4 separate regions of the Mus musculus genome follow, and regions 1, 2 and 3 are each linked to region 4. A link is a contact called in public HiCAR-type and promoter capture Hi-C data. All regions are on one chromosome and are shown on one strand. Each heading gives the region's core, a stretch centred on a gene start, on an enhancer-like site or on the middle of the called end of the contact. The rest is flanking DNA. Distances are from core to core; before and after follow the strand shown. Region 1 has its middle 29 kb from the start of Rgs5. Region 2 overlaps Gm34535 (a long non-coding RNA gene). Region 3 overlaps Nuf2 (NUF2, NDC80 kinetochore complex component). Region 4 holds the start of Ccdc190 (coiled-coil domain containing 190).

Region 1 (2,700 bases), core at 147-2,646, 300 kb after region 4:
CCACGTAGGAATCACCCTACATGCTTCTCACCACTGTAAATCATCTAAATGAGGCAAATTTCCCAAGTATCTTAGTATAAGTATATGACCTGTTTTCTCCAAGGAAATAGTTTTGTACATGTTCCTCATTTCCTCCAGAACATGATAAGATCAAACTGTTGTTTATAGTCTAGAAGCAACAGGGGGTCATTAGTTGGGTTTTAAAGAAAATGGGTTCCTGTGTAAAGTTATCACAGGATCTTCAAGCCAGAAAGAAACTTGATTGCTGCTACAAAAGACGTTTCCCACATCCAGGAGAGGCTTGCATGGTGTCAGAGTTTCAGATCCCCTTTTCATGTAAGGACAGGTTTACTTATTGTTGTGATACCATTCTTTCCAGACAAGTGTCCACATCTTTACAAGAGAAATACAAGGAGACCACACCTCTGCAAGCAATATAATCAAATCCTGCTTGGTTTAGAGGAATATTTGCCGTATGGTTGCAAACCCAAGGCTCTTCCAGGGATCTCCAACAATTACTTGAGATTGGTGATGCTTGGACTCTTATATTTGCTTCAGTAGGCACACTGGTCCAGTCAATCACAATTCATAATTGAGTAAGTGTCATGGAAGCACTGCTCAACCAGTATTAGAGTCTCCCAAGGAAGAGCATGTTCACGTTGGACCAAGACCTCAAGAATCTTTTGTGGCTTCTGGGGGAACTGCTACCATAATGAAGCATGCTCAGAATGTTCACTAAAGCAGGCTCCAGGACTTCTCTTTGAGCATGAAACAAATGCCAAGTATGTGCACAGAGAACAGCTAAAGTAGAGAACTACTCTTTTAGTCAACAACAGAAAAGTGATCACTTTAGTGCCAAATTCTACCTTATGTGTGAATCATTAAAGACAACTGTTATCATATCCAAATAAATCAGTTTTAACTAATTGGAAATTTACTGTTATTGGTAAATATAATATGTATCTGTAAATAGAATAAATGGTTATTACTAACAGTTCTTCAAAACCATAGATTGCATTTTCATCACCGTTCTATTGTTGTGAAGTGACACCATGACCAAGGCAACTCTTTTATAAAAAGAAGCATTTAATTAGGAGCTTGCTTATAATTTCAGAGGCTTACTCCATTATCTTCATGGCAGGGAACATGATGACATGCAGACAGACACTGCAGTGGTATTTGAGACCTTTACATCCTGATCAGAGGTCAGGAAGAGAGAGAGACAGAGAGGAAGAAACACATATGAAGAGACAGATACAGAGACAGGGCCTGACATGAGCTTTTGAAACCTCAAAGTTCATCTGCACTGAGACACTTCCTCCAACAATGCCAAACCTACTCCACCAAGGCCACACCTCCCAATCTTTCTAATACTTTGAAACAGTTCTGCCCTCTGTGACTCAGCATTAAAATATATGAGGTCATTCTCACTCAAACCACCACAGATGATTTTTCTTTACTCAACCCTTTCAGTGTTTGAAAATCCATATTGAGTGGGCTTGGCGTAGCGATGCCCTCTTGCAATGCCAACATGCAGAGAAAGACACAGAGGGACTGTGAGGTCAAGGTTAGCCTAGCAACAAAGACAAAAGAGAAGAACAACCCTGAAACAGATTCCTCCGTGATCATGCTAACCACTGGCCATTTATCACTCCTATAAATGATCTAAGTAGAGAGCTGGCTGATCCTAGTGACAGGCAGAAGAAAATACTCTCTCTCGCTTGTGTGGGCCACCTGATCCAAACTAGCATCATCTGTCACCTGAGCTAGTGATTAAGCTTCCTACACATTCTATAATCATATGTCTTTTGTGGTCTATTCTTAATACAGTTTCGGGGTAATCATGTTAATAGCTATGTTTTGTCACCTTTCTACTCAAAGCATCCTGATGGCTTCCTCATTCGATGTCTCATACAAGTTCACCTTTGTTCTCTGCATCCTGAGCCTATCGACTGATCCCATTCTGACTCATCTTCTACTCTTCTCCCCAACCCATGGTGTCCTATACACACTGACTTTCTTGCTATGCCTCCAAACAATTACACAGACTTAGCCCTCCAGGCGTGTCCCTTGTGGTCCCTTGATTTAGAATGCTGTCCCCGGCTGAGCTCCATGACTTTCTCCACCTCATTCACACTTTCACTCAAACATTCTTTTCACCAAAACCCCTCCCCCTCATTCTAATGAAAATCTCAATACATGCACTGTTTATTGATGGATCACCAGCATTTTCATGGTTCCTGGTTTATAGCTGGTCATTAACAAATATTTATCAAGTTACCAACTAAATGAATGGAAATAAACCCGGGCTTCTCATCTAAAGCACTGTGTGACTGAAAACAATTGGATTTAACGTTTTGTACTTGTATTCATTCCTGAGTAATGTAAAGATGACTATGGTTCCAATTTACATCATGTTTCCTAAGATCTTCAATTTTCTGAATAAAAAAAGAACAAAATGAGACATTTGTGTTTAAGCTGAAAATAACTTTGCCCTGGGAGTCACCAGGCTTGTATTCAAGGCAAAGATGAGAAATCTTAGGCAGTACTTCATATTAAGGTAACCCAAACTGCCCTTTCTACCTGTCAACTTCCTGTGAACTTTGGGAAAAAGTATAAAAGGCAGTGTGTATGTAATTATAGAGGTGTGAATGAAATGTCCCTTATATTCTTGGGCATTTAAATAACTGGTCCCTACTT
Region 2 (2,700 bases), core at 126-2,625, 460 kb after region 4:
GAATGTGAGGTTACAGTAGCATAGAGAGGGGATTAGAGCTTACATCTTCTGTCCTACAGCACAGAACATTGCACGATAGGTCAATGCTGTTGGGTCGGGCATCCCTGGGGCCATAAGGAAATGCACCTGAGAACTGGCTTCCATCCATAAAGCAGAGGCAAGTGACTAAGGACTGGTGTTCCTTCAGAGGTGTCACATTGTTTAAGGCAGGCGGTAGAGTCAGAATGATGGCTTTCCAACCATGGCTTTATGGTTTATTTTTTGAAAGCACTTGTGGCAGTCACTTCCCTGCTAGTTTTGCAGTGTCCTTATGTTTAAAATGCCAGTGGCTGTTAGGTAACCCATCTATAAGTGGATGGCAATTACTTAACATAGGCAAAGCACCGAGTGACTCCTGGTACTTGGTAAGTGATCTAAAACCTGCTAATTACTATTAGTTTTCATAGATCAAGTAGGGAGTAGCACTCATTGGACATACCTGGGACCAGAAATGCTATAGATTTCAGTCTTTCAAATTTGGGGATTAAATAAAAACAATTGTATTTTTGGCTTTTTGTGGGCAGGTGTGGTCATGTCATGGAGGTTTGTGTCCATGTGGCAACCAGAGGACAACTTTAGGGAGTCAGTTCTCTCCTTCTGTCACTTGAGTCCTGGGCAATAGAACCCAGATTGTCAGGCTGGGTGGCAAGTGCCTTTACATGCTTAGTCATCTCACTGGCCAGACTTTTGGCCTATTTTATATGGACTTTACTGGTTGAGTTTTCCAAAATCTCAAACACCGAAACCTGTTGTCCTGAGGATCTCACCTGATACTCGAGAAGTTCCAGATTTTGTGTGATCTTTAGATTTAGGAGTTTTGGGTTCTCCAGCCAGGGCTTTTAAAGGCTATTCATTGACCTTAGGTTAGCTTGAGGTGCTCATTAATCTTTAAGGATGACTTTAACTCTTCTCCACGTTCATCTCTTCGTCTTCAGGCATTTCCTCTGCCTTAGTCATTCCAGGCAAAGAGCAAAGAGAGAACTTACAACACAAGGAGACAAGAGAAGGTCCCATGGCCTTCTCTGCAGGTACTGTGGAACATCTTTAAGGATACGTAGAGCTGGAAGAAAACCCAATGCACACTTTGAAGTCTTCTTACTCTGGGGCTGTTCTATTTTTAAACACGCTTCTGCTTAGGAGCTGCCCTCCTGCACCTCTGTTTTTCCTCATGAAGAATAATAATTCTGTTCTGTCCTCTGTATCCCAGACTCCAAATATTCTTTTCTGTTTTTCTTTTTCCTTTGAATGAGAGCAAAGCTCCCAGGCTACATCCCATGCAACCCCAGAAATGCAAGCCATCTTTTGTTCTTAGCTTTGGCAGCGTTGCCCCTTGTTTGTTCCCCTGCCGGTCTGTGCGTCCCAGAGCTGCTCTGCAGTCGGAGATTGCAGGAAGCTGGTGGACTCAAGCCACTGGCTTCTTTTATAAGCCAAATGTAGAGAAAGGAGCTTTTCACTGGCTCCAGCCTCACAGTCAGGTATGCCCTGGTGGGCTCCACACAAAGCTGGGGCTCTGGAGCTGGTCCCTGGAGTTCGCCTTTGTTTCTTCACAGGCCACATGCCTAGTCATGGGCAGGTGAAATGGCAGCCCAAGTCCCCAGCTCTTTACAGCCACTGAAAGCTGGTTCCATGCTTAGACCTCAGAAGTCTCTGGTTTGACCCAGTCCTCCCCAAAGCCAGGCTGAGTTCTTTATTAGTGAGCATGAAAAATGCTCCAATCATAGCACCAGATGGTACCCAAACCAATTTGGGTTGTCAGCTGTGGCCTACTGGTTTCCAAGGACTTTGTCTAACATCAATGCTGTTTCCCTCAGTGCCCATTGAGTTCTACGAGGTGATCTTGCTCAGATGATTTTGATGAGAAATAATATTTTCCTTCACCCAGCACCACAGTCATTACATCTTTCCAGCTTTATTAATTCACTCAACAAGCTTTTATTGAGTGCCTGCTGTGTGCATGGGGCATTTTAGTGTGTACCAAGGAGGGATTCATTTCTGCTTGATAAATATTTGCTGAGAATCTACTAGCTACGTAACAAGCACTTTTCAAGATAACGAACACGTGATATCATTGAGATGATACAGTGGCCTTTAAAGCACTCACAGTTGCAAAGAGGAGGACGTGGTCGTCACTCAGGAAAGTATCAATGTGAGACACGTGACATTTTCTGTGTCTGCTATTTGGTGCTCAAATTTCTGTATTTCTCAGTCTTCCTAAAGAGTCAGCATCATCAGTACATTGTCCCTGAGGGCCACTAGCACATAAGTAGATCCCAGGGTAGGAGGTGGGGAAAAGTCAAGGACTGTGTATTCTGTCCTGCCTCTCAGAGAGTGGCTGCTCAAGTATCTCCTAGGAGCTTGTTAGAAAATCCATCCCACCCCATGACAAGTGGACCAGAATGCAGTTTTACTAGGTCGCACAGGTGATCTGTGAACCTATCAATTAATGTTTGAGAGGCACCACTCTGTTAGTTACATTTATTTTTCTCCTGGTGATCCAACAATGCTAGTGGGCTCATTGATTGTTCTCGTGAGTATTAGTTGTATATCAATAACTCAGGACTTTCTAGCAGTATGGCTGCTCTTCACTGAGCTTTGGACCATGTCATCTGACATGGAGCCAAACAGGATTGGATGGGGATCTTATTTTGAGCCCCAAATAGT
Region 3 (2,700 bases), core at 91-2,590, 410 kb after region 4:
GTGCTCTGACCACTGAGCCATCTTTCCAGCACCTTGTCTATTTGTTTATTGAAACTTTAGATAGATATTTTTTAAATAAATGACCAGCTGATTATGCAGGTATTTTCTTCTAGTTTGTTGTTTGCCTTTTCAATTTTATACTTATCTTTAAAGAGCAAAATATCTTTCAGTTTTGAATATTTTGATTGATTTTCTTTAAAAATTGTATGTCTTACTAAGACTTCACTAGATCTACGTGGCTGAGATTTGCGTCCGAGTGCTTGGGGGGTATTGTCTTGTTTTGATTGTTTAATGTTTTAGTATTGTGTGCAGTGAGTCACTGTTCATATTTTCCCTTTTCATGGGAGTGGCACTACCTGTTGAGACGTCACCCTTTCCCCATGAACTTACTGTGACACTTTGTATAAAAAGGCATGACAGTGTGAGGCAGTCTTGCTTCAGACTTGGGACAGTGGATACCTGAGTTCTTTGCTAGTGTCAGTGCACAGGGATGCAGCCACTTTGGCAGTTTCTAGCAAAATGAAACCTGTTCCTACCGGATGATCCAGGAGTTGGGCTCCTTTGTATCTACCCAAAGGGGCCCCAACTGTTCACATAAAGACACACACAGCGATGTATGTAGCATAGTTTCTAAGTCTCAGAAACCATCATGGCTTTCGGTGCATCAGTATACAGACTACATCCCAGCAGTGGAATGTTAGGTAGTGTTAAATGGAAATGAGCTATCAATCCATGAGAAAGCATAGGTGCACATTGTAATGGAAAGGGGCCAATCTAAAAAGGCTCTGTAATCGTGTGATGTATAAGAGAGGGAAAACATCAGTAATTGTGAGCCTTCACAGAGGAGGAACAATTAACTAGAACGCAAGACCATTTTAGGATAGTAACCCCTCCGTGTTACTACAGTGGTGGTATGTGCCTGCCATTCTGCAGTTGTCACATCCCACAGACAGTACAGCAGCAGCGAGCACGTGTGTGTACATGCAGAGAGATAATGATGTGTTAGTGCACATTTTCTCTACGCCTTATTCCTAACAACAGTGCCACTCACACAGATGCTGGGAGAGAGGGTCTGACAGGTGGGATACTGGGAACTACCAAATCCTTACTCAGATTTTGCTATGGATGGAAAACTTCTGAAAAATAAAGATGTATGTCCTACACGAATTGGATGTTTTTCTGGGCTTGCTATTCACTAGGCTCTGCCTTAGTTCCGTCTGCATATCCAGTTTCCTAGAGCACTCATCTCGGTGTTTGTCTTTACACCATCCTTCCTGCCTTAGATTGAGACTTGAAATCAGGCAGATGGCACTCGTTCATCTGTTACTGTGCATCCAGGCAGGCTCTGTATCCCGATGTGGGAGCTGGGGAGGTGGAGCCTGTGCTGTGCTGCTTGCTTCTTTGTTGAGTTGCCCCTCTGTCACTTCCTCTGTGGTTTCTGATGCTCTCCTCTCTGGAGTAGACCTGCATGCCATACTGCGGAGGACACAGCATCGTAGCCTGCCGCTCTACTTGTTGGATCCAGTGTGCATTCACATGTGTTCTCTTGCACAGCATGCGTTTGCACGTTGTCACCGAGTAGGGCACACTGCACGCTTGGACCAGTTGGTTAGGAGCGTTCCTTCAGATTTTTTTTTGGTTGCTGTATTGAATGAGTAATGGAGATCTTAAAATCTTTTGTGAATTTATTACTTTCACTCTCACTCACTGCCTTTTAACTGGAGTGCTTAGCTCAGTTGTGTTAAATGTTATTGATATGCTTAAATTTACCTTTAATCTTTTTGTTTCTTTCTTACAATATTTATCTATTTCCACTTTCTTCATCTTGTTGTATTTTGACTACTGGATTTTTTTTTTTTTAAAAAATCTTTGAAAAAAGGTTTACTTATCGTGTGTGTGTGTCGGTATAGGAGTGTGGGCCTTTGTGTGTTCTGTATACCATGTGTATGCATAGTGCCCATGGAGGCCAGGAGAAGTTGTTGGATCCCTGGAGGTAGAGTTCCATGAGGTTGGGAGTACCACGTGGGTGCTGGGAACCTAACTCGGGTCGTCTGCAAGAGCAGCAAGTGCTCTTAGCTTCTGAGCCATCTCTCTGGCTATTCTTATATTCAGACTCTCACTGTGTATCTCAGGCTCTCCTAGAAACTGAAATACTCCGGCTTCAGCACCTTGAGTACTGGATTCCCAGTGTGTCCTGCCATGCCTGCATCACATTTAGTGTTAAACATCTCATTCTCTTAAGTATGGCAGTCTAGGTTAACAGCATTCTAGTGCCTGTAAGGTGTGCTAACATTGTTGAAAACAGTATCTACAAGGAAGACCAGTAATAAAAACCCTTGATACAAGAAGGGGAAATTTATTGCTGCATTATATTCTGGCTCCCTTATTCCTGAAAAGAAACCCACTCATATTCTTTGTCTTTATTCCATTTAGTGTGTCTGTCTTATTTTCTTGTCTTTGCTTTTAAATTTTATTATGACTTCCTAGCTACTTGAGTGAACTGTGGGCTTCTGGGAAATTTTGTGGTTGTTAGTTTTCCATACTGTTTATAGCTTTTGTAAGACTGAGACATTGCTCTCCTGTCAGATAAAAAATAGTTGTTCCTCCTTTTTGTGGGATTTCATCACAGACTTGGGATGCTTCTGATCTGCCTCTGCTCACAGGGGGCTGTCTGACTCCCCCTGCTGGCCTCTGCTCACA
Region 4 (2,700 bases), core at 129-2,628:
TTCTTTTTATATCGATCTTATAAACACGCAGCTACCTGATAATGTTAATGAGCATCCCACCGTGAGGCGGGGGCTGTGCCCTCCCCCACCTCCCCCAGTAAATTACTCCTTAGGACTGGAAGTGGGGGCCCATTGCCACTCATGACAGAGCCTCACCTTGCTGCAGGCGCTGCAGTTCTTTCTGAAGCTGTCTCTGCTCCCTGGCTAGCGATTTCACGTGATAGAGGCAGATGATCTCCAGCCTTTGCAGTCTAAGGCTGAGTCTGGCTTCTGCTTGCCTGGCACTCTTTCTCTCCAAGTCAAACTGCTTATACAGAGGTCCCTTCACCATGCTTCTGTCCATCTTCCTCACGCGTGGGTGACAGTAAAGCCAGTGTCCTCCAGGGACCACAGATAACCTGAAAGAACAAGGTCAGCATGGTGGCTTCTGGTCATTGGTCACTGATTAGTTTGAAATCTAATTTTATTAAATCTTAAACTGCCTAGTCAGATGAAGTCTCCACATCCAAACCCACACCTCTACCTTCTTAACTCCAGTAGCACTCTCAGGAAGGAACGAGAGTCCCTGCCAATACTCACCTCAGGGCTACAACACAGAATGCATGCGGGATAGTGGTCAGTCAGGTCAGGTGCTCTCCCTTAGGTATTGGTGGTAGTAGTTCAGGAAAAGATTAGCATTAAAGAAGGGCATCCACCCACAGCCAAGCAGTGGATGGCGCTTGGGGACTCTTATGGAAGAATAGGAGGAAGGTTTACAGCCACTAAGGTGATAAGAACTCCACAGGAAGATGAACAGAATCAACTAACCTGCACCCTCAAGACTCTCCCAGACTGAACGGCCAATCAAAGACCGTAAATGGGCTGGACCAGGACTCTGCACATATATAACAGGTGTACAGCTTGGTTTTTATGTGGGTCCCAAACAACTGGAGCGGGGGACTGTCCCAAGAGGTGTTGCCTGTATGTGGGATGTGCTCTTTCAGCTGGGATGCCTCAGTGGGAGAGGAGGCGCTTAGCCTCTCAGAGACTTGAAGTGCCAGGGTAGGGGGAAGAGGGTGGAGGGGGTTACTCACTCAGAGGAGAAGGGGGTAAGGAAGGAAGGATTGTGGGAGGAGGTGAGAGGGAAGGGGGATCAGTGAGTGGAATGTAAAGTGAATAAGAAAAAAAAATTGAAATGTCAAAAAAGGGGGTGGGGTGGGGCTAAGGCCAGACACAAGGCAGCTCTAATTTAAGAGCCGAATTCGAGTCAGTTTGATTTAGATTCTGAAGTATAGATTAAAGCTTCACCCAAAAATACAGGGGGTAGCACTTACCTGCAAACCCAGCTCCTCACCAGGAAAATCTTTGTTTCTTTGGCTCCAAGCTTGTTTTCTTCACTAAGCGTGTGAGCCTGTGTAAAGGGGGGTGAGGGTGGGGAAGGGGGCTGGAAGGGGGCGGGGCCAGGAGAAGGTTAGTTACACTCGAAAGCTCTGTCCTTTCCTCCTGCGACCCCTGGTTAGGAATGCCGTCGACTCCTCGAGCCTTGGGTCCCATTTGCTCTTGAAGAGGCCACATCTCTAACTTGTTTTGAGGATAAAGGAAGCTTGCCAACTTCCAGCCCTCCCCAGGGAGGCCTGCGGTGCTCCTAGGCCGTGTCCATGGGAGCCAAGAATGAAAGCCAAGAGTCCCTCACTGTTTGTAACCAGTCTCTTCTCTTCCACCTCCCTCTGCTTCGCTTCTACCTCCCCTGCCCCTGCCCCTCCTCCCGCCCCATCTCCCACCCCTTTTCTGGCTTCTTGGAAACCAAAAGAAAGCACCCTGCCTTCCCATTCATGACTGGGCACATTTTGCACAGAAAGGCATTGAATTTGCTTATTCTACGTTATTGCGCTCCACGCTGGGTGTTTCCAGTCTTCCAGCCTTGTTCGGTGCATTTCAAAGTTTATTTAGATTTTCAAAGGCTTGGACACAGCACGAGATGAAGTGATATATATTTTTGAATCAACTTTTGTCTTCACGTTTGGAGAGCTGCAGCAGAGAATAGAGTTGAGCTATGGGTTATAGACGAAGATACTGGATGGGACTCTAACTGTTTCCTTGGGGATCCTTCTGAGAATGAGAGGCAGTAAGATTCCACAGTCTAAAGACAGCTGCCAACACTGGGGCCCAGTAATCCCAGTTTATGAAAGGCAGCTAAGCAGCCCCTACTACCCACAATCACCACCCGGCAAACAAACTATTCTAAAGAGATTACTGGGGAGGTGAGAGAGGGAGGGCGGGTCATTGTTCTCTAAGTAGGAAATGATACCTTCCCAGCCAGTGCTTCTCCCATGCACAAGTTCTTCCTCTCCAGGATTTAAACAAGTAGGGCACAATCTCCAAGACAATTACTACAGAAAGTGGGGTGCCGCATAAGGGAAACTGGCACTCTAGTCCCCATCGGCAGGCCTGGTGAAGTGCATAGCAACAGAGCTTTGTTGCCCCCATGAAGCGGTAAATATCCAGCCCAAATATGCCCTGGCAATGAAAGCACAACTCAATTAATATGAATCCATGCTGTGCACCTAGATTGGGCAGATCAACCCCTACACTACCATCTTCCACATCTATGTGACCCCTTAGAACTTGTAGTTTCTCCAAGCCATGTTCTTCTGCTCTGCTTTTCTTCTTCCTCCTCCTCCTCTGTGTCCTCTCCCTCTTCCATTTTCTCCTTCTTCTCTC

The links. Promoter capture Hi-C pulls out the DNA fragments that hold promoters and counts their contacts. HiCAR-type assays count read pairs that join an accessible place to other places.
Region 1: a contact with region 4 is called in a promoter capture Hi-C map of the SN4741 cell line, with 3 times the contacts expected there. The contact joins the enhancer-like site here to the promoter of Ccdc190 in region 4. A contact is called at or near these places in 2 of 39 promoter capture datasets (the SN4741 cell line and cranial neural crest), 1 of 15 datasets of contacts at CTCF or cohesin (the NIH/3T3 cell line), 1 of 484 Hi-C or Micro-C datasets (cortical neurons), 1 of 115 datasets of contacts at active chromatin or transcription factors (embryonic basal ganglia) and 1 of 9 other capture datasets (embryonic stem cells).
Region 2: a contact with region 4 is called in a HiCAR-type map of astrocytes, with 2.4 times the contacts expected there. The contact joins the enhancer-like site here to the promoter of Ccdc190 in region 4. A contact is called at or near these places in 3 of 39 promoter capture datasets (embryonic stem cells and liver), 2 of 484 Hi-C or Micro-C datasets (cortical neurons and embryonic stem cells), 2 of 115 datasets of contacts at active chromatin or transcription factors (astrocytes and neural progenitor cells) and 1 of 9 other capture datasets (macrophages).
Region 3: a promoter capture Hi-C map of hippocampal neurons shows a contact between it and region 4, with 16 times the contacts expected there. The contact joins the enhancer-like site here to the promoter of Ccdc190 in region 4. A contact is called at or near these places in 11 of 39 promoter capture datasets (the SN4741 cell line, cranial neural crest, embryonic stem cells and 8 more), 1 of 15 datasets of contacts at CTCF or cohesin (the NIH/3T3 cell line), 39 of 484 Hi-C or Micro-C datasets (the 4T1 cell line, CD8 T cells, ECoMG myeloid progenitors and 24 more), 9 of 115 datasets of contacts at active chromatin or transcription factors (the HPC-7 cell line, embryonic basal ganglia, embryonic forebrain and 5 more) and 3 of 9 other capture datasets (adipose tissue, embryonic stem cells and liver).

The regions. Positions count from the first base shown.
Region 1 is chr1:169,624,762-169,627,461 of GRCm38.p6, reverse strand. No RefSeq gene overlaps it. Among named protein-coding and RNA genes, the nearest start is that of Rgs5, 29 kb to the left of the region's middle. Within about 2 kb of position 1,396, at least 10 of the 459 cell types and tissues checked have an H3K27ac peak or open chromatin away from gene starts, as enhancers often do. A contact at or near this core is called in the SN4741 cell line, where this site is marked.
Region 2 is chr1:169,466,741-169,469,440 of GRCm38.p6, reverse strand. All of the region lies in intron 2 of Gm34535 (a long non-coding RNA gene), which reads right to left. Among named protein-coding and RNA genes, the nearest start is that of Gm34535, 5.1 kb to the right of the region's middle. Within about 2 kb of position 1,375, at least 27 of the 459 cell types and tissues checked have an H3K27ac peak or open chromatin away from gene starts, as enhancers often do. A contact at or near this core is called in astrocytes and neural progenitor cells, where this site is marked.
Region 3 is chr1:169,518,246-169,520,945 of GRCm38.p6, reverse strand. The region is part of intron 6 of Nuf2 (NUF2, NDC80 kinetochore complex component); the gene reads left to right. Among named protein-coding and RNA genes, the nearest start is that of Nuf2, 12 kb to the left of the region's middle. Within about 2 kb of position 1,340, at least 22 of the 459 cell types and tissues checked have an H3K27ac peak or open chromatin away from gene starts, as enhancers often do. A contact at or near this core is called in cerebral cortex, cortical neurons and hippocampal neurons, where this site is marked.
Region 4 is chr1:169,927,617-169,930,316 of GRCm38.p6, reverse strand. It overlaps Ccdc190 (coiled-coil domain containing 190), which reads right to left and starts at 1,378. Exons shown (of 4, transcript NM_001033185.2): 1 at 1,314-1,378; 2 at 157-398. The coding sequence starts at 343. It overlaps Gm39699 (a long non-coding RNA gene), which reads right to left. Exons shown (of 3, transcript XR_865723.1): 2 at 2,288-2,496; 3 at 1,729-2,007.